Linked DNA regions of Anas platyrhynchos: region 1 is linked to region 2. A link is a contact called in public Hi-C data. All regions are on one chromosome and are shown on one strand. Each heading gives the region's core, a stretch centred on a gene start, on an enhancer-like site or on the middle of the called end of the contact. The rest is flanking DNA. Distances are from core to core; before and after follow the strand shown. Region 1 holds the start of EXTL2 (exostosin like glycosyltransferase 2). Region 2 holds the start of RTCA (RNA 3'-terminal phosphate cyclase).

Region 1 (4,069 bases), core at 1,196-3,695, 150 kb after region 2:
AGCGTAGTAGGCGGATGCCCATAACTCGTCCTGGAAGTTTACAGAAGTGTGAACACCTTTAAAACAAGTAACAGGAAAGGAAAAGTTATTAATCCCATGTACAGCTGCCTCCCTTGCTTGCGCAAAACTCCCATAGCATTAAATAAACTTTTGTTTAAGTAAATAAATGAGTGAATACGTAAGGAGGATTTTAAGACCTGAGGCAATTAATTTCAGCTATCACGGCAGATATTTCTGGTACCCGGTTTCTGACGTTGACATGCTTTTCACCTCTGCTTTTTTTGGGTTAACTCTAAATTTCCTCATTTTCCAAAAATTAACTTAGGTTAATTTTTTAACTCTATATTGTTACCATCTCTTATTTTCTCAGTACAGTGTTTCTGAGTGAGCATTTACACACCAAATTCATCCAGGTAAAATTAGAAAACAAATTTGTACTTCCAGCACTGCAGGAGCCTTGCCTTAGTTGTGAAACAAAAGGGAGAGAAGGTGCCTCCTCCAGTACACAGACTGCAGAAAATACGGTTCTGATGATACTAACTGAAGCTGTCGTACAGGTAGGGCAAAAGAATCGTGCCAGATGAAGCAGTGTAGGGATGTGGGAACATCAGAAGCAGCTGTTCTGAAATCCAGAATCCAGCAGAAACTGGAGGCGTCAGAGGCTAGGTGCTGTGTGTTAGCTAACTGCAGGGTTGGGGTGCGGGGGTCAGCCTAATATAAGGCAGGGGTTTCTGGATCCTCCTGCTTTTGGAACTAAGTGGGAGCTCTTACAAAGCAGCTCCTACAAAGGCAGCCTTGATTTTCACCTCTTGAGCAGTATTCCCAATTCTCCAGACCTTTATAAATTGTAATGTCAGCGAGATCTACTGATCGCTGCATTCCATGGGCTGCACTTCAAATGATGTGTGATCCACACCTGTTCCTTCTCTCTACTAGCAAGATGGGTATGCACTGGATAAAAGATAAAGAATCTAAGCTTACTGCTAAGTAGTTATTCAACTACAAATATCAGGTGTTACTCCATTAGTATGTTCCAGGCTTTCAGCTGGAAACTCCGGTTAAATTGAATGATGCAGGACAGTCTTATCAATTAAAATTTTTGACAGACTGTTTTTTCACAGAAGCTTTGATTTTTCCAACCCCCCAAAGCTCATATATTGTGCTTGAAGATACGAATATAAATTACGTAGTCTAGAAAACCCTTCAACTTACCTCATTGTTGCCAGGTAAGATTGTTTTCTCCCCTGTTGTTTTTACAGGACAGTCGTTTGTGATCCTTGAATCTGATGGAGAGTAAAAGGAGTCTATAACTGAAGATCAACAGTTAGCCCACATGCTACCACCATCTTTCTGTAAATTACCGTTCCTGTTGATTACCAATTTATGTGCACATTCTTGGCAATTATCCAATCCCTTTTGCTATTGCTCGCTGAGTAATTATCTCCGCCTTTCAATGAAATCTCCAGGAACAAATTATTACATTAAACCAATTGCTTAGAAAGAAAACACAGCACTCCCCCCCACTACGGCAACATCTCTGTATTCTGTCCTTAGGGTCAGGCAGAGATGCAAGCAGATCTCCAGAACCTCACGCTCCATTACAAAGTTTACCAATCACCACTAAAATGCATCATTTGGCTACCATAGTCAAGCAAGTAGTCCTGCTAACAGATCTGTTCTGGCTCATCCCCTTCAAGCTTTCCTTCACACAGCTTACCAATTGCATCAGAGGCACATCTGGTGTTTTTGAACTACCTGGTCTGTCAGGTAGAGAAGGGAAGGCAAATACAAGTGTAAGCACAAAAAGGAAGCATGCACAAGATGCAGGACAGCAACCTAAGCAAGCTGCGTAAGTCTGAGTCCCAGTTTTATCCCTGACTTATTTTGTGATGCTAGCGAAGTCACTGAAGCTGTTTCCAGAAATTAATCACTGGTTTTGGTTGCTTCATTTCAGGTCATGCCTGACTGGTAAAGAGGATGGACGAGCAGCAGGAGCTGCTCAGCACTTCTTAACTCCAGCATATCTTGGCCGTATCTGCTTGGTCATACGTGATTTTGTAAAGGTGAGCCTCGTATAAAGGTGAGCCTCACAGAAAGGTGAGCCTCACATAAAGGTGCGCCTCACATAAAGGTGCGCCTCAACCGCTCTTCCCCCAGCTGCCACCCAGCCGTGACAGTCCCGCCGCTTTTACCAACCAAGTTACGAACCTGCAGCGTGCCGCTGCCCGCAAACATACCCCACCTGCAGCGAGCACCTCTTCAGACCCAGACGGAGGGAAATAAGAACGGTGAGCCGAGGCGCGGCGCTTCCACCCTGCTGTTTGAACAGAAATGACCCTGACAGGGGGCCGGCCCCCCCCGGCTGCGTCCCGCCAGGCCCCGCTGCAGGGCCCGGGCCGCGGCGCCAGCCCCGGCAGCGCGCGGGGTGCGCAGGCGCGGTGGGGCCGGAAGCGGGGCTGGGGAGGGGCGGGGAGCGCTGCGCCGCGCTGCCGGGCCCCGCCGGCCCCCTCCCGGCCCCGCCGTGCCCGGCCCGCACCGCCCCGCACCATGCTGCCCCTCTCCATCAAGGACGACGAGTACAAGCCGCCGCGCCTCAACCTGCTGCGGAAGGCGTCGGGCTGGTTCAGGTGAGGGCCGGGGAGGTGGGGGGGGGGGGGGGGTGAGGCCGGGGCTGTGGCCGAGGCCCCCGCCCTGACGCGCCGCGTGTCCCCGCGCAGGTCCATCCTGGCCGACAGGACCTCCCGCAACCTCTTCTTCTTCCTCTGCCTCAACCTCTCCTTCGCCTTCGTGGAGCTGCTCTACGGCATCTGGAGCAACAGGTACCGCCGGGGGGGGGGGAGGGAGGCTGCCACGTCTGCTGCCGGCCGGGCCGGGCCTGGGCTCGGCTCCGCTCCGCCAGAGCCCCCGGCGGGGTTGGCGGCTCCACAGGCGCCCGGCCTCGCAGGGAGCCCCGGGGGCTCTGCCCGCTTGCCACAGGGATCCTTTGGGGATGGCAGCTTGTAAGTGCTGGGTGGCATAACCGGCACTGCGCCGACTGTCCCGGCTCTGAGAGAAACGGGAATGAAAGCCTCCAGGTGTAGAAAAGCAGCATAAATCCGCAGAGGTGTAAAAGATGGAGGGACTTGGTTAAACTGCTGCTGAAAAAATCTGTAGTAAAACATAACCGGGACACGTGAAGGAACTGCTGTGTGGGGTTACAGGTAGAGAACAGGTAACGTGGCATCTTCATCACGTGCTTTGCTCTCAACAGAGGTGTTATTCTATGGTGACATTTATGAGTCCATACACACATCAGTTGACTGCCATGGGAATGTCTTAAGCCCAGCAATTTGTCCTTGTGCGTGGAACCAGAGATCCTTATCAAAAGCTGTAGTATGGGCACAGATTACTCAGACACTTGATTAAAAGTCCTAATGAGCAATGTCTGTTTGGAAACAGTTGCATCCTACTACTTACCATACTTTTCTAATTCTCTCAAATGGTACAATCAAGTCTTTAACACTGTTTACAGTAACAGCTACTGTAATGCTAGTGAGAACCCAGTGCTGTCTGCAGCACAGACTCTCTTGGCACTCTGCAGACTGTCTCAGATGTTCTTCTTCAAGGTTTGACTTTGTTGGTAAACTTCTGCAAATTGTGTGTGGACTATTGTATGCGTAGTCTGAGTAAGAGTATTTTTCTGAAAAGCTCAGGAGATGGGAAGATTTTTTTCTAAATGGTTCAGGTATAGACAACTGTATGTTCATATGTATTTGGTTTGTTTTAAGCATAATAATTTTTTGTTAGTGCGAGGAGGAATGATATATCTAACAGAAAAGGTCCCATATCTGATGTAACTAAACAAAGACACTGAAGTGAAACTTGCCAGAAATGTGACACTGAAGAATTGAGGTTACTGGAACTGCAAGAACTCTCTTATTCGTATTAGGTTTGGAGATTAAGAATTAGGATTTGCTGGATATTCATTAGTTGGATCTCATGTTTATATTTCAAGTCACTAATCTCAGGTATTTTTACATTAAGCCTAGTTTTTGGGCTTAAAAAAAAAATTATCAAGCCTCTCTTTGGT
Region 2 (4,253 bases), core at 987-3,486:
TCCAAATAATTCTCCCTGAAAAAAAAAAAGGCAAATGGTAATTGTAAGTGCTGACAAATCCTATTGTATGAACACATTTAAAATTTTAATTCAATTCAAAAATTGGTATATAATCTGTCTTCAGAAACCTATTTGCTCCTATTCTTGATTTTGTATGTCTGTCCACATGGTTACATTTTTTTTGTCCAACAAGATCTTTTTGTCCCAAACTTACAATAAAACTTTTATCTTTATATAAACCTACATGGCAACCATTCAGTATTTACCTGTGAAGATGATCACAAGGAGCACATCAAATCTCTGAACTGTCTCTAAGTGTGAAGTTTCATAATGCTTCCCATGTGATTTTAACATCTGGTAACCAGGTAGTTACTACCAAGCAGGTAGCGAATTAGCAATGTTTCTGCCAAAACCCAGACTGGTTTTGTTACAGAAGTTTCAATGCTATTTCGATTTCTATCTGTAGGAATCATTCAAAACTGCTGCATTTCAAATAACTTAATTATTTTGGTTTGCAGGTTTTGCACATTATCTAGCTGATGTGCTAATATGTTAAAGCAATAATACAGTATCCAATCTCTTCATAGAACAGTATTCCTTTCTAACAAGGTAAACAATTTTATACCATAAAATAAAAAGACCATGCTTGTATTCAGTATTTAATCACTTTAATACTACTTGCTGCATAATGCGAAGTAAGGAAATAATAAGAGCATATAAAAGACAAGATTAGTTCTAACATTCATCGCATACCCATACATATTCATGCAAGTACTAAATGACAAAAAAGTTAAATAACCTATGGATCCTGGTATCTGGAAAAATAAAATAATAATAAAAAATCCCAAGTAGCAAAGTACTAGCAGTTATGTTTCCGTCACCACTATCGTGCTGTATGACAACCTAAAGGCAATACTTTCCTGGGCATTTTTTCAAGGAGCAGAGTTACCGTCAGCAGAAGGGACTAATGGTCTGCTCCAGTCTCTCACTGGTATTGAGGAGGTATCAGCCACTGTTTTGTGGATGACCTGAGACTTGTGGCTTGAACCAAGGCAACACGCAAGCTGTATGCTATTTGGGGAAGAACTGTTTTGCCTCGTTTAGTTCAATTTGCACTGTTCCCATAAGAAGCAGCCTACCGTGCTTTTCTAAATCACCTCCAACCCTAGAAATCTACTGCTGGCTTCAGAACAAAGCGTTGTTACACAGCACGCGGGTAACAGAATACCTGATGAAGTAACACTCAATTTCAAAGTCATATTGAGTGTGCTGTGCTCAAAGGCAACTATTTCTTATTAAAGGGTATTCCTCTATGGAACTCTTTGGACTTGCTGTCATATTGAGTCATTTTTATTGACCATCTAATTATCTTGGATGTGTTTCGCATACATCTTCTGTATTTCCGAGTATAAAGTTACCTACACGCTAAACCAACAGCCTTACCAGCATATTCCCGAGAGACATAACTCCTTGCCATAATTCACCTGGCACCCTGCCTGGCCTCCAGCTAACTGTTATTTCTCCACCATTTAACCCAAGATCGCCGGGCTCCTTTCTTACTGACTAACTTACAGCCTCCACGAACCACCACCACCTGTCTCTCTTCCCCTTGACAACCAAAAACAAAAGAAGAAAAGGAGAATATTCAAACACAACACTTCAGAATTGCAATAAGCATCCTTTTTTTTCCTGGATGTCGCCAGACGCCCGCCGAGCGCCAGCAGGCTGCGGGCGGCCTGCCGGGGGAGCAGGGGTCCCTCCGGCAGCAGGCGCTGAGGCGCGGGGAGCCCCCGAGGCGAGGGGCTGAGGGGAGGCGCCAGCCCCTGGCGGCGTGGCCTCGGCGCGGCGGCCCCCGGCCCGTCCCTTACCAGGCGCCCCGCGGTCCGGCAGCCGCTCCGCAGCGCGGTCACCGCCGCCATCTTCGCCCGGCAGCCGCGGCCGCCGCCCCGCACACCTCCCACCCGGCAGCCAACCCGCGCGCAGCCCCGCGAGCCGCAGCCAACCGCGCGGCGGGGCCGGGGCCGGGGCCGGGGCCAGGGGCTGAGGCAGCGGCTGCGCTCCCTGAGGGGCCGGCGCGGCGCCACCGCCACCCGGCGCCCCCCCAGCTCCCGGGGGCAGCGCGCAGGGTGCGGCCGCTGGAATAAACTTCCCCGAGGGGCCCCGTGTGTGTGTGTGTGTGTGTGTGTCCTGCAACGATCCCTGCACCGGGACGGGACGGGACGGGACGGGACGGGGTGGGGTGGCTGGGGCGGGCAGCAGGGCGCTGTCCCCGCCCGCTACGCGGCCGCCCGGGCGCTGGGACCCGGCGGCGGCTCCTCAGGCAGCGGCGCCGCCCCCGCCCGCCCGCTCTGCGCCTGCTCCAGCGCCGCCGCCCGGCACCGGCACCGGCATCAGCACCGGCACCGGCATCAGCACCGACACCGGGCTGTGGGTGCTGCTTCGCCGGGCTCTCGCCGTCCTCGGGGCTCGCTGCGGCTCCCCGCGGCTGCCAGCCATGGATGGGGACAGGGTGGAGATAGACGGCGGCATCATGGAGGGGGTGAGCATCCGCGCCGGGCCGTGCTGGGCTCCGCTGGGCTCCGCTCGCCTCGCCTCGCCCGCGGGCGGCGGGTGCGGGTGCGGGTGCGGGAGCCGCAGCGCTGACGGCGCCGTTCCCCCCACAGGGCGGGCAGATCCTGCGCGTGTCCACGGCGCTGAGCTGCCTGCTGGGCCTGCCGCTCCGCGTGCGCCGCATCCGCGCCGGGAGGAGCCAGCCCGGACTCAGGTAACGGCCCCGAAACGCTTCCAAGGGTAAAAACCGCGCACTGGCAGTGTTTGAAGCGGCATTTTTTAACAAAAAGTCTTCCTGTGGCTCGCTGGCGTGGAGGGACCGAGTGCGGAGGGAAGCCAGAAGGCAGCAGGCCCGTCAGAGCAGGCAGAGCCGGGCTGCGCTTTGCTTTCTGCCCTCTCCTTCCTCAGGCAGCTTCCTCCCCCTGGCCCTGGCTTGCTGCCCGGGGAGGTGAGGGCACTCCCTCTGCCTCCACCTGTCAGGCAGCGCAGCCTTAAAAGTGCCTGAAAAATATTTTCAAAGGTAAAGTAGCCTGCGTGGTGTGAAACAAAATGTAATCGTATAATGCCTCACTGAAACATTAATCACTGAGTATGTAGCATATATACCATATACACCATACAAAATGTTTTATATTCTATACAAAACAGTTCCTATGCTATCTGTGTGTCCCAGAGCAGTCATTTGTGTTCTGAACGCTACCAGAAACATCAAAGACACATTACTTGCATTTCTCATCTTGATTTAATAATTGGCATTTTTCTGCCTAGAATTGTGCTCCTTCATTAACTCAGTTAATTCGTGACGTGCTTTTTGACTAACATCACATTTGTAAGACAAACACGGAGGTCAGAATCATCATTTATTTAGGATGAGTTCTAATTATAACTAAGGGAAACTGATCCCTTAGCATTTTTATATATGTGTAGTTGTGTAGTTTTTCAGCCTTTTTTTTTTTTTAAAAAAAAAAAAGAAGAAAAAAAAAAGATTATTGGTCTTTAAACATATCCAGGAGAGATATGAGCTTTGAGGTAGTTAGTTTAGGCTAACTGAAACAGTCTCGCTTATCCATGCTACTGTTTCATAACTGCCTTGAAAGTAGTCTGTAGAATGGCATACAGGGGGTTTTGCTGTATTTCCCAATGGTTTTCATGTAAGGAAATTCATATATTAAGAGGGGCTTGACAGTCAATTAATAATGAGCTTTACTGTGTTAATAACCTGTTAGGCTACTGAATAAAATCATAGCTCAAGTTCTTAATGACATCTTCAAAATGTAACAAAAAAAAAAAAAGATTTATTTATTTATTTATTTATTCTCCTATGTAAACTACACAAGCAAATGGAAATGCAAGCACTGAACTAACTGTTAGCTCTCTTATGGCTCTGGGAACAGTTAATCGGCTTTGGCTCCAGTTCAGTATTGCTATCATTATACTACTTGGCAGCATTATCCCATTACATTTTTGTCATTTATCACATTAGGACAGTGACTGTTGCATCTTGTCTGTCTGTCCTGACCCTTTCTATTGGAAAACACACCAGGACCCTACAAATTTCAGAATGACCAGAAAGCTACTCCTTTAGCTCCTCTGAACTCAGGAGAAATGTAGGAACCAGATTGAATTTCTGATCCTTGTTTTAAATCTGCAATTGATATTGACTGATGTATTAGTTGACTTTTTTTTTTTTTAATGTAACATGA

Evidence for each region. A called contact is a pair of places that touch in the nucleus more often than the background predicts.
Region 1: a contact with region 2 is called in a Hi-C map of subcutaneous adipose tissue, with 1.9 times the contacts expected there. The contact joins the promoter of EXTL2 here to the promoter of RTCA in region 2. A contact is called at or near these places in 3 of 8 Hi-C or Micro-C datasets (liver, small yellow follicle and subcutaneous adipose tissue).

What each region holds. Positions count from the first base shown.
Region 1 is chr8:10,810,128-10,814,196 of IASCAAS_PekinDuck_T2T, forward strand. EXTL2 (exostosin like glycosyltransferase 2) reads right to left here and starts at 2,446. Exons shown (of 5, transcript XM_005018760.6): 1 at 2,243-2,446; 2 at 1,213-1,283; 3 at 1-56. The coding sequence starts at 1,217. SLC30A7 (solute carrier family 30 member 7) reads left to right here and starts at 2,450. Exons shown (of 11, transcript XM_027462589.3): 1 at 2,450-2,627; 2 at 2,718-2,819. The coding sequence starts at 2,548.
Region 2 is chr8:10,658,974-10,663,226 of IASCAAS_PekinDuck_T2T, forward strand. RTCA (RNA 3'-terminal phosphate cyclase) reads left to right here and starts at 2,237. Exons shown (of 11, transcript XM_027463041.3): 1 at 2,237-2,539; 2 at 2,664-2,764. The coding sequence starts at 2,495. It overlaps DBT (dihydrolipoamide branched chain transacylase E2), which reads right to left and starts at 2,182. Exons shown (of 12, transcript XM_072042079.1): 1 at 1,869-2,182.